2 separate regions of the Sus scrofa genome follow, and region 2 is linked to region 1. The links are chromatin contacts, called in public promoter capture Hi-C maps. All regions are on one chromosome and are shown on one strand. The core of a region is the stretch at or near the end of the contact, and the rest is flanking DNA. Distances in the headings are between cores, read along the strand shown. Region 1 holds the start of LOC100521256 (probable histidine--tRNA ligase, mitochondrial). Region 2 overlaps DIAPH1 (diaphanous related formin 1).

Region 1 (3,691 bases), core at 775-3,274:
TTTATGTGGTTTCAGTTGGGATGCTAATGTTGCCTCTGCAACCTGGCAGAATAAATGTGAGATAAATGTGAGATATGGCTCCTCTCAGTACAGGGCAGATCTGTGATATCTCTGGCCCCACGTACCCCGACCTCAGGTCCCTAAGCAACAGGAAATCTGAACGTTATTCTATCTATCCCAGTCTCAGCCCACCTCCAAAAACGCAGCTGTATCTGCAATGTATATGTACTACATATGTACTACATATGTACATGTACTACATATAAGACCAGGTGTTGAAGTTCCCGTCGTGGCTCAGTGGTTAACGAATCCGACTAAAGACCAGGTGTTTACCAAACAAGTCTCCTCAATACATTTGGAGTTTTTTGGGGGTTTTTTTGTTTTTTGCTTTTTTTTTTTTTTTCTTTTTGTCTTTTTGCCTTTTCTAGGGCCACACCTGTGGCATCTAGAGGTTCCGAGGCCAGGGGTCTAATCGGAGCTGTAGCTGCCAGCCTACACCACAGCCACAGCAATGTGGTATCTGGGCCACATCTGCGACCTACACCACAGCTCACCACAATGCTGTATCCTTGACCCACTGAGTAAAGCCAGGGATCAAACACACAACCTCATGGTTCTTAGTCGGATTCATTAACCAGTGAGCCATGACGGGAACTCCTGGAGTTTTTTTAATGTGTGAAAAAGTTTAACCCAGGAACAAGGAAGGCACAAAGCAACCCGGCATTATCATTACCAACCATCTAGAAGTAGGGATTAGCACAATCCCCAGTTCTCGGCTCCTACTCAAAGAGTGAAAGTAAGAATTTTTAAGGAGTTCCCCTCGTGGCTCAGTGGAAATGAATCCAACTAGCATCCATGTGGACACAGGTTCCATCCCTGGCCTTGCTCAGTGGGTTAAGGATCCAGTGTTGCCATGAACTGTGGAGTAGGTCAAAGTTTTGGCTTGGATCCTGCATTGCTATGGCTGTGGCGTAGGCCAGCAGCTACAGCTCCAATTTGTCCCCTAGCCTGGGAACCTCCATATGCCACAGGGGCATCCCTAAAAAAAAAACAAAATAAAAAATTCAAAAAAAAAAAAGAATTTTTAATAAGGTAGTAATGGTCCTTAGGCTTGGACCAGTCTTCCTAGAAGACTTTTTCCCAAGGTACAACAAAATCACTGATTCTGTTTATTTCCAGATATAGACGGTGGAGTAGTTCTATACTTTGGCAGGTTCTGTCCTTCAAAGGATGGCAGTTGAAGTCCACATTCCCTCCTCTACAAGTCAAAATCTCTGAAAACTAAAAATCGGAGTGGGGGGGATATGAAGGAGTCTCATTTTGACGTAAATTCTAATGTGAATTCAGTCTATTTAGGGTCATTAGTCACCTCAGTGGAACGTTCATATATTTTGCTTAAAGTTTGTTTATGTGCTAGACGCCAAAAGGTTCTGAAAGGGATTATGAATCTACATTAAAATGTTCCCTCACTATGCAGCCATAGGTAAGTCATTTAACCTGGCAGCCTTCATTTCCTCAACTATAAAGTAGAAATAATAACCCCAACCTCTCAAGATGGCTATGATTAATGACAGAGCATCCTAAAAGGCTCTGTGTCGGCACTTGGTGGGCACGCAATAAAAACCGACTGTGACAGTGCGGGAGTGCAGGCCGCGAGCCCATGCTTTCAGACCTGGAAATCCTGCCCCGACAGACCAGAGCTAGCTCAGTCTGGCTCACCTGGCTATGAGAACGGACCGCCCCAATGCATACGGCACCGGGCGGCCGCCGGAGCTGGCCAAGCAGCGCAGCCCAGGCCCTTCCATGCAGGAATCCGAGCTGGGGCATCGTGAGGCAGTGAGACGGCTTTCCGGGACAGGAGGCAAAGGACCTAGGAAGGAGGCAAAAAAGACCCCAGGAAGGGTACAGGGCGCGGTAGAGGTGAAGCCCAGACTCTACAGAAGAAATAAGCGCTTCTACACCATCTAAATCCCGCAAGGTGGCTTGGGTCCTTTCCGGCTCCCTCCCAGCATTTACACTTCCGGTAGGAGCCGGAAGTGATTGTTGTCCTGGGTGGTGGCTCTCTAGGCATGTGAGCCCGCGACTCGGTAGCCGGAAGTCGTCCGAGCTGAGGCTGTGGCCGCCACAGCCGATCTGGACAGCAATCAGCTCCGGCTGGCAGCCAGTATGGCAGGGCGTGAGACGCTGGAGGAACTGGTGCGACTTCAGGGAGAGCGCGTGCGGGGCCTTAAGCAGCAGAAGGCCAGCACTGAGCAGGTGCGACCCAGGCGGCAGGGGAGGGAACAAGGCAAGGCCAGGGAGGACATAGAACGTGGGTGGGCTGCACAGAGGCTGAAGATATGGAAGCAGGGACCGGACTGGTAGGGAGGAGGATGGGCTCGGTGGGGAGGTAGCTGCGATAGGACCCAAGAGAAGGAAGGATGGGCCTGGGAGACAGATCTGCCGCACTTCTCGATGAGCGAGAGATACTGAATGAATGGCGGGGAAGGGAAGGAGTGGATGTGATACAGCCCAGCGCCTGCTTTCCCTCCACAGATCGAGGAGGAGGTGGCAAAACTACTGAAACTGAAGGCACAGCTCGGCCCTGATGAAGGGAAACATAAGTTTGTGCTCAAAACTCCCAAGGTGAGTATCATATCTTTAAGGAGCCTCTGAGAGGGTGCCTGCTTCCCTGAACCGGGTCATTGAGGAGGATCTGAAATGCTGCAGAGGAAACAACAGTTACTCTGAGTGCCAGGCTGGGCTGGACTCTACCTGAGTCATTCTGGGATGGCAAAGTGATGGCAGAAACTAGGCCAGCTAAGTATTTAGGGGCGTCTACCTGCTACTGCTACTCCTTTTTGATTCAGTAAATATTTTTTGAGTGATCGCTACACAAGGTGAGTGTACCATGGTAAACAACATAGCCACCCCTCAGCTCACATTCTACTGAAGCAAACAGACCTAGGAGATATGATCCCACACATAGATATGTAACTACAACTTGGTTAAGTGATGTAAAGAAATAACAAAGTGCTCTGAGAAAAATAAGGGACAAGTGGGGAATCTGAGAAAGCCTCCCTAAAAAAGTGATAGACTAGCTGACCTAAAAGATGAGTGGGAGATAGATGAAGAGTCAGAAGAAGATAGGTCCAGATAGGGAGTGGAAATCCTTTTTTGGGGGGGGGGGGCTTGCCTGCATCAATGTGTAAGTTACCTGGCCAAGAATTGAACCCACACCACAGCAGCCACCTGGGCCACTGCAGTGACAAGCCAGATGCTTGGCCTGCTGTGCCACAGGGGACTCCAGGGAATGGAAGTCCTGAAGCGAGAATGAAACTTTGTAGTTTCCAGGAACTATAAAAAGACCTCATGGCTAGAACCAGATGGAGAAGTAGAAATGAAGATAGAGAGTGAAATAAAGTTGGAGAGTCTTAGCTCAGCATCCATGATGTCAGTTCAGATGCTACTTCTATAAGTTCTATAAACTGAACTATTTACCCTTCATCTGGGTTCCCTCGGCACTTGACAAATATACCTCCGTTACCACATTTATTGCTGCCTTTTCATTATTCACATGGTTTACTTAGCCTGAGAGGCTGAGATTGGAATTGAGTAGCTATTCAATGAAAGTGTGTGAAACTGAATTCCAAAGGAGAGGTCAGATGATCTGTCTTCCTTGTCTTGAGATGCCCCATTTTAAGATTAATTC
Region 2 (3,691 bases), core at 524-3,023, 810 kb before region 1:
AGTGCTCCTTGGCTTCACACTGGAGCCCAGCACTGCGGCCTCAAGGAGAAAGCACTGGCCTCATTGGGAGTCGCTGGGTCGGAACTTGCTTCTCTGCTGGCGTGGGTCAGCTCCAATTCCAAACACGAGGGGGTAGACGGGCTAGTTTTCAGGGAGCAGAGGGGGGGTGTCTCCACTACAGAATGTTGCTGTTTCCTCGGGGGCTTTTCTTTCTGCTTCTCTATTATCTGTTTCTCTCTGTAGGTAACAGGTGATTTAGAAGTCAAGATGATAAGAAAACAAGGTCTCATTCCCAGCCATCCATTCATCCACCCAACCACCCCTCCCTCTCTTCTAGAAGTCACTATTGTTATTTATCTCACTGTTTTTGGAAAACACAATCCTAGCAAATGCTAACGCAGATTCTCTCCCCCCCCTTGCCGAAAGGCCACGTGCTGTCTGTGCTGTGGTTTACCTCGCTGTTACATCCTGGGGGGTTTTCCTACAGGGCCTGGAGGTCTTTCTCATTAAAAAAAAAAAAATCCAAATTAAAATGTTTAGTTGTCACTTTTGCAGTGAACCCTAGGATCAAACAGCAATCTGTATGGTAGTGAAGTAGCCTTCGTTTGGGGGCACAGCCCCTGCAGGGAGCCTTTTGATCAGACCGCGTCTTAGAGCACGCGTGGCCTCTGGCTCTCCCTGCGCGCGCTGCAGACTCCCTCGTGTAGTGACTGACCAGCTGGTTGCTCACCCACCCCGAATGTCCCGCACTTGGCGCAGAGCTTACAGCCCACATGGTGTGGGCAGGAGAGACCTGACCGTTGCCGCTGAGGGGCCTTGCAGATGTCAGCCGCTGGCGCTGGGACACCACCCATAAAAGACTGTGGTCTTCAAAGGGAAGGGGTCCCTCACCCCGTGTTTTCCTTGCTTTTCCCACTCAGTCTGTGTCCTGGAGATGGTTGCTGGAGAACTTCGTACCCTGTCCCGTCTTAAGACTCTCCATCACCTTCAGAGCAACGTGGAAGAAAGCTCATGATTCAGTCTTAGGGGAGGAGAGCTGGAAATGGTTGTATGCAACCCTCACTGCCGTTGTGCTTTGCGGAAAAAACTGCCGACGTAAAAGCCTGGAGGGGACTATTCTGGAATACTGTAGCAGATTTTCGTTAGGGTGCTAGATTGCTTTTCCTTCAGCCCTTCTGTGCTGTGACCATCTTCTCTTTATAATGGCAAAGACAGAAGGGGTAAGAAGGAAATTTGCTGGTGTCGAGGATGCTTGAAAAGGGGCTTTCTCGAAGTATTCGGACCTAATTAATTTGTGCGCAAGGCAGAGTGCTAACCCCCAGTTCTGCAGAGCAGGAAACGGCATCCTTTCCCTCGCCCTCCCTATTGGTCCAAGCCACTTCCCTCTGAAAAATCGATCACAATTTAAAAAGCTTTTGTTCTTCCCTCAGCTCCTGGGGTAAGAGAACCTCAGTTACACAGCAAAAGGGCCTGGGTAACCTGTGCCCCCAGGACGATACAGAGGTAGTCCTGATCCCGCACCAGTCCCATCTCTGTTGCAAAAGTCAGTGCTTTTTCTTTGGGATCTGTTAGATGAGAGGATAGGACACGCCCTTGCCTGTCATTCTGTCTGTGTTTAAATTTCCTTTTTGCAAGGAAAACAACTGGAATCCTTCCGAGAACTATGTCCCCCCTTTGCTGCTCTGCTCCCGTTCTGCCTGCATTTCACTTTGCAGCCACGGGGCGAGCGCAGTTGAGCTATTTTGGCTCAGGTTCCAGTTTGTGAGGTCAGAGCCCAGGGATTGGAGCGGACTGTCAGGTGACTTGCTGTAACAGCGATGACGTCCCGCCCTCACCCCACCCCTTCTCCCCCCTCCTTCCCCACCCTTTCCTGGCTTCCTCCTCGGGAACAAAGAAGGGAAAAAAACAGCAGTGTGACGAAAACCAGCAGCTGCATCTGCAGACGCGGAGCGGGGGCGGGGGGGGGGGGGGGGGGCTGGGTGTTTTCCGTCTGTGCTGTTTGTGGTGCTCTTACCCCGCTCCGCCCCTCCCAGTACCCAGGATGAAACGGGGGGGGGGGGGGATTTCTGGCATCCTTTGCTGCAGAGAATGGCTTGGAAATCCGCAGTTTACTCCATATTTAGGTAGGCAGGCGGGGGTGAGGCTGAGCAGGGATTAAAACTGCTCCCAGCACCTAAAAAAAAGATGAAGGTATTTTGTTGTCTCATTCCATTTTATCCAAGAGTACCCGTTTCATGTCTGTGACAGAGGCTCATCACCTGTTCTTTCTAAGGAGGAAAATGATGCCTAAAAGGTACCATCTTCATCTTGTGACAAATATGAAGTATAGTGTAAACCTGAACTTTGCCTGTTGAGATCTCATAGCAAGTAAATACCAAGCCAAGACCTGACCCCAGATCTGTTGAGCTCAGAGCCCAGCATTACTGAAGGTCATGGCAGGAAGGCAGGAAGGTTCAGGAAAACCCGATAGGCCCACTGCCGGGGGCTGTCCTGGCACGGGGCCAGTGCCCTTTGCTTTTCGCCAAGGACCAGTGTCCTGATTTATTTCTTCCACAAAGAAATCTCGAGGTATAAAAGGAGATGGAAGGGGACACATGGATGAAAAGAAGCTAAAAGTATGTCAACCCCTTACTTAGATCCTGCTTCATTTTTCGAAGGAGAGGAAAGGCTTTCAGCGCCTCATTTCGATGCCTTTTCTCTGCCCCTTTCACCCTCCTGCTCCCTAAACCTGTCTCAGCCTTTTGCTGACTCGCTCAGGGCAGAGCCCGTCTTTCTAGCCCTCCGTCCACACGCCCTTGCTGAGTCACTCTCCTGGGTGTGCTGGGAAGCGTCCCGGCGGAGCTTCAATGGCCGTATTGTCTGAATGGTAGGATGCCTGTGAAGTGCCCGATTCAGAATATGGGTGCGTGTCTGCCACCCTTCCCACTCCAGTTTGGCCCCTTGTGTGGACTCGCAGCACCTCGTTCTTTGGGATTCCTGACTTGCAGGTTTCCTTCTCCCTTTCGGCCAGTTTGCTCTGTCCTTCCTTACAGCTGCACCCCTGCCGGCCCACGTCTGTGGGGTTCAGCACACAGCTCTTTGTTTTGGCCAAAAGGTCAGTGATGGGGATCTGATTCCCTTTGGGTAACTGGCATGCTGTTTCTCTAGCCGCGCGCGCGCGCGCACACACACACGCACCTGCTGTGGTGTGTACCTCCAAATGCCTTTGAGATGCTGCATTTTTCCTCCATGAACATTACAGCTGTGAGAAATACAAAGTAGAAAGCCTCCACGTGGGCGGCAGCTTCTTCTTCTTTATTTTTAGGGCCGCACCCGCAGCATACGGAGGTTCCCAGGCTAGCGGTCCAGTCAGAGCTACAGCTGCCGGCCTACACCACAGCCACAGCAACACCAGATCCGAGCCGCGTCTGCGACCTACACCACAGCTCATGGCAACACGGGATCCTCAACCCACCGAGTGAGGCCAGGGATCGAACCCGCAACCTCACAGCTCCTAGTCTGATTCATTTCTGCTGCGCCACAACGGGAACTCCAGGCAGCTTCTTACGTTAGTACCGGATAGGGCCCTCTTGCCAGACTCACAGACTTCATGTGGGCCTTCACAGACGTGGCTTACTGTCCGCCCCACAGGGCTGGGCATTCCATAGCTGTGCATCCTCAGAGAATGTTTCTTGTTATTTCCTAGAGATCT

The links. Promoter capture Hi-C pulls out the DNA fragments that hold promoters and counts their contacts.
Region 2: a promoter capture Hi-C map of liver shows a contact between it and region 1, with 13 times the contacts expected there. The contact joins the enhancer-like site here to the promoter of LOC100521256 in region 1. A contact is called at or near these places in 2 of 5 promoter capture datasets (fetal liver and liver), 5 of 47 Hi-C or Micro-C datasets (embryonic fibroblasts, liver, psoas muscle and 1 more) and 2 of 2 datasets of contacts at active chromatin or transcription factors (alveolar macrophages and skeletal muscle).

What each region holds. Positions count from the first base shown.
Region 1 is chr2:142,399,612-142,403,302 of Sscrofa11.1, reverse strand. LOC100521256 (probable histidine--tRNA ligase, mitochondrial) reads right to left here and starts at 2,024. Exons shown (of 12, transcript XM_013995242.2): 1 at 1,720-2,024; 2 at 1-42. The coding sequence starts at 1,827. HARS (histidine--tRNA ligase, cytoplasmic) reads left to right here and starts at 2,071. Exons shown (of 12, transcript XM_021084891.1): 1 at 2,071-2,256; 2 at 2,536-2,625. The coding sequence starts at 2,167.
Region 2 is chr2:143,209,258-143,212,948 of Sscrofa11.1, reverse strand. The region is part of intron 17 of DIAPH1 (diaphanous related formin 1); the gene reads left to right. Among named protein-coding and RNA genes, the nearest start is that of DIAPH1, 60 kb to the left of the region's middle. Within about 2 kb of position 1,773, at least 68 of the 83 cell types and tissues checked have an H3K27ac peak or open chromatin away from gene starts, as enhancers often do. A contact at or near this core is called in alveolar macrophages, fetal liver, liver and 1 more, where this site is marked.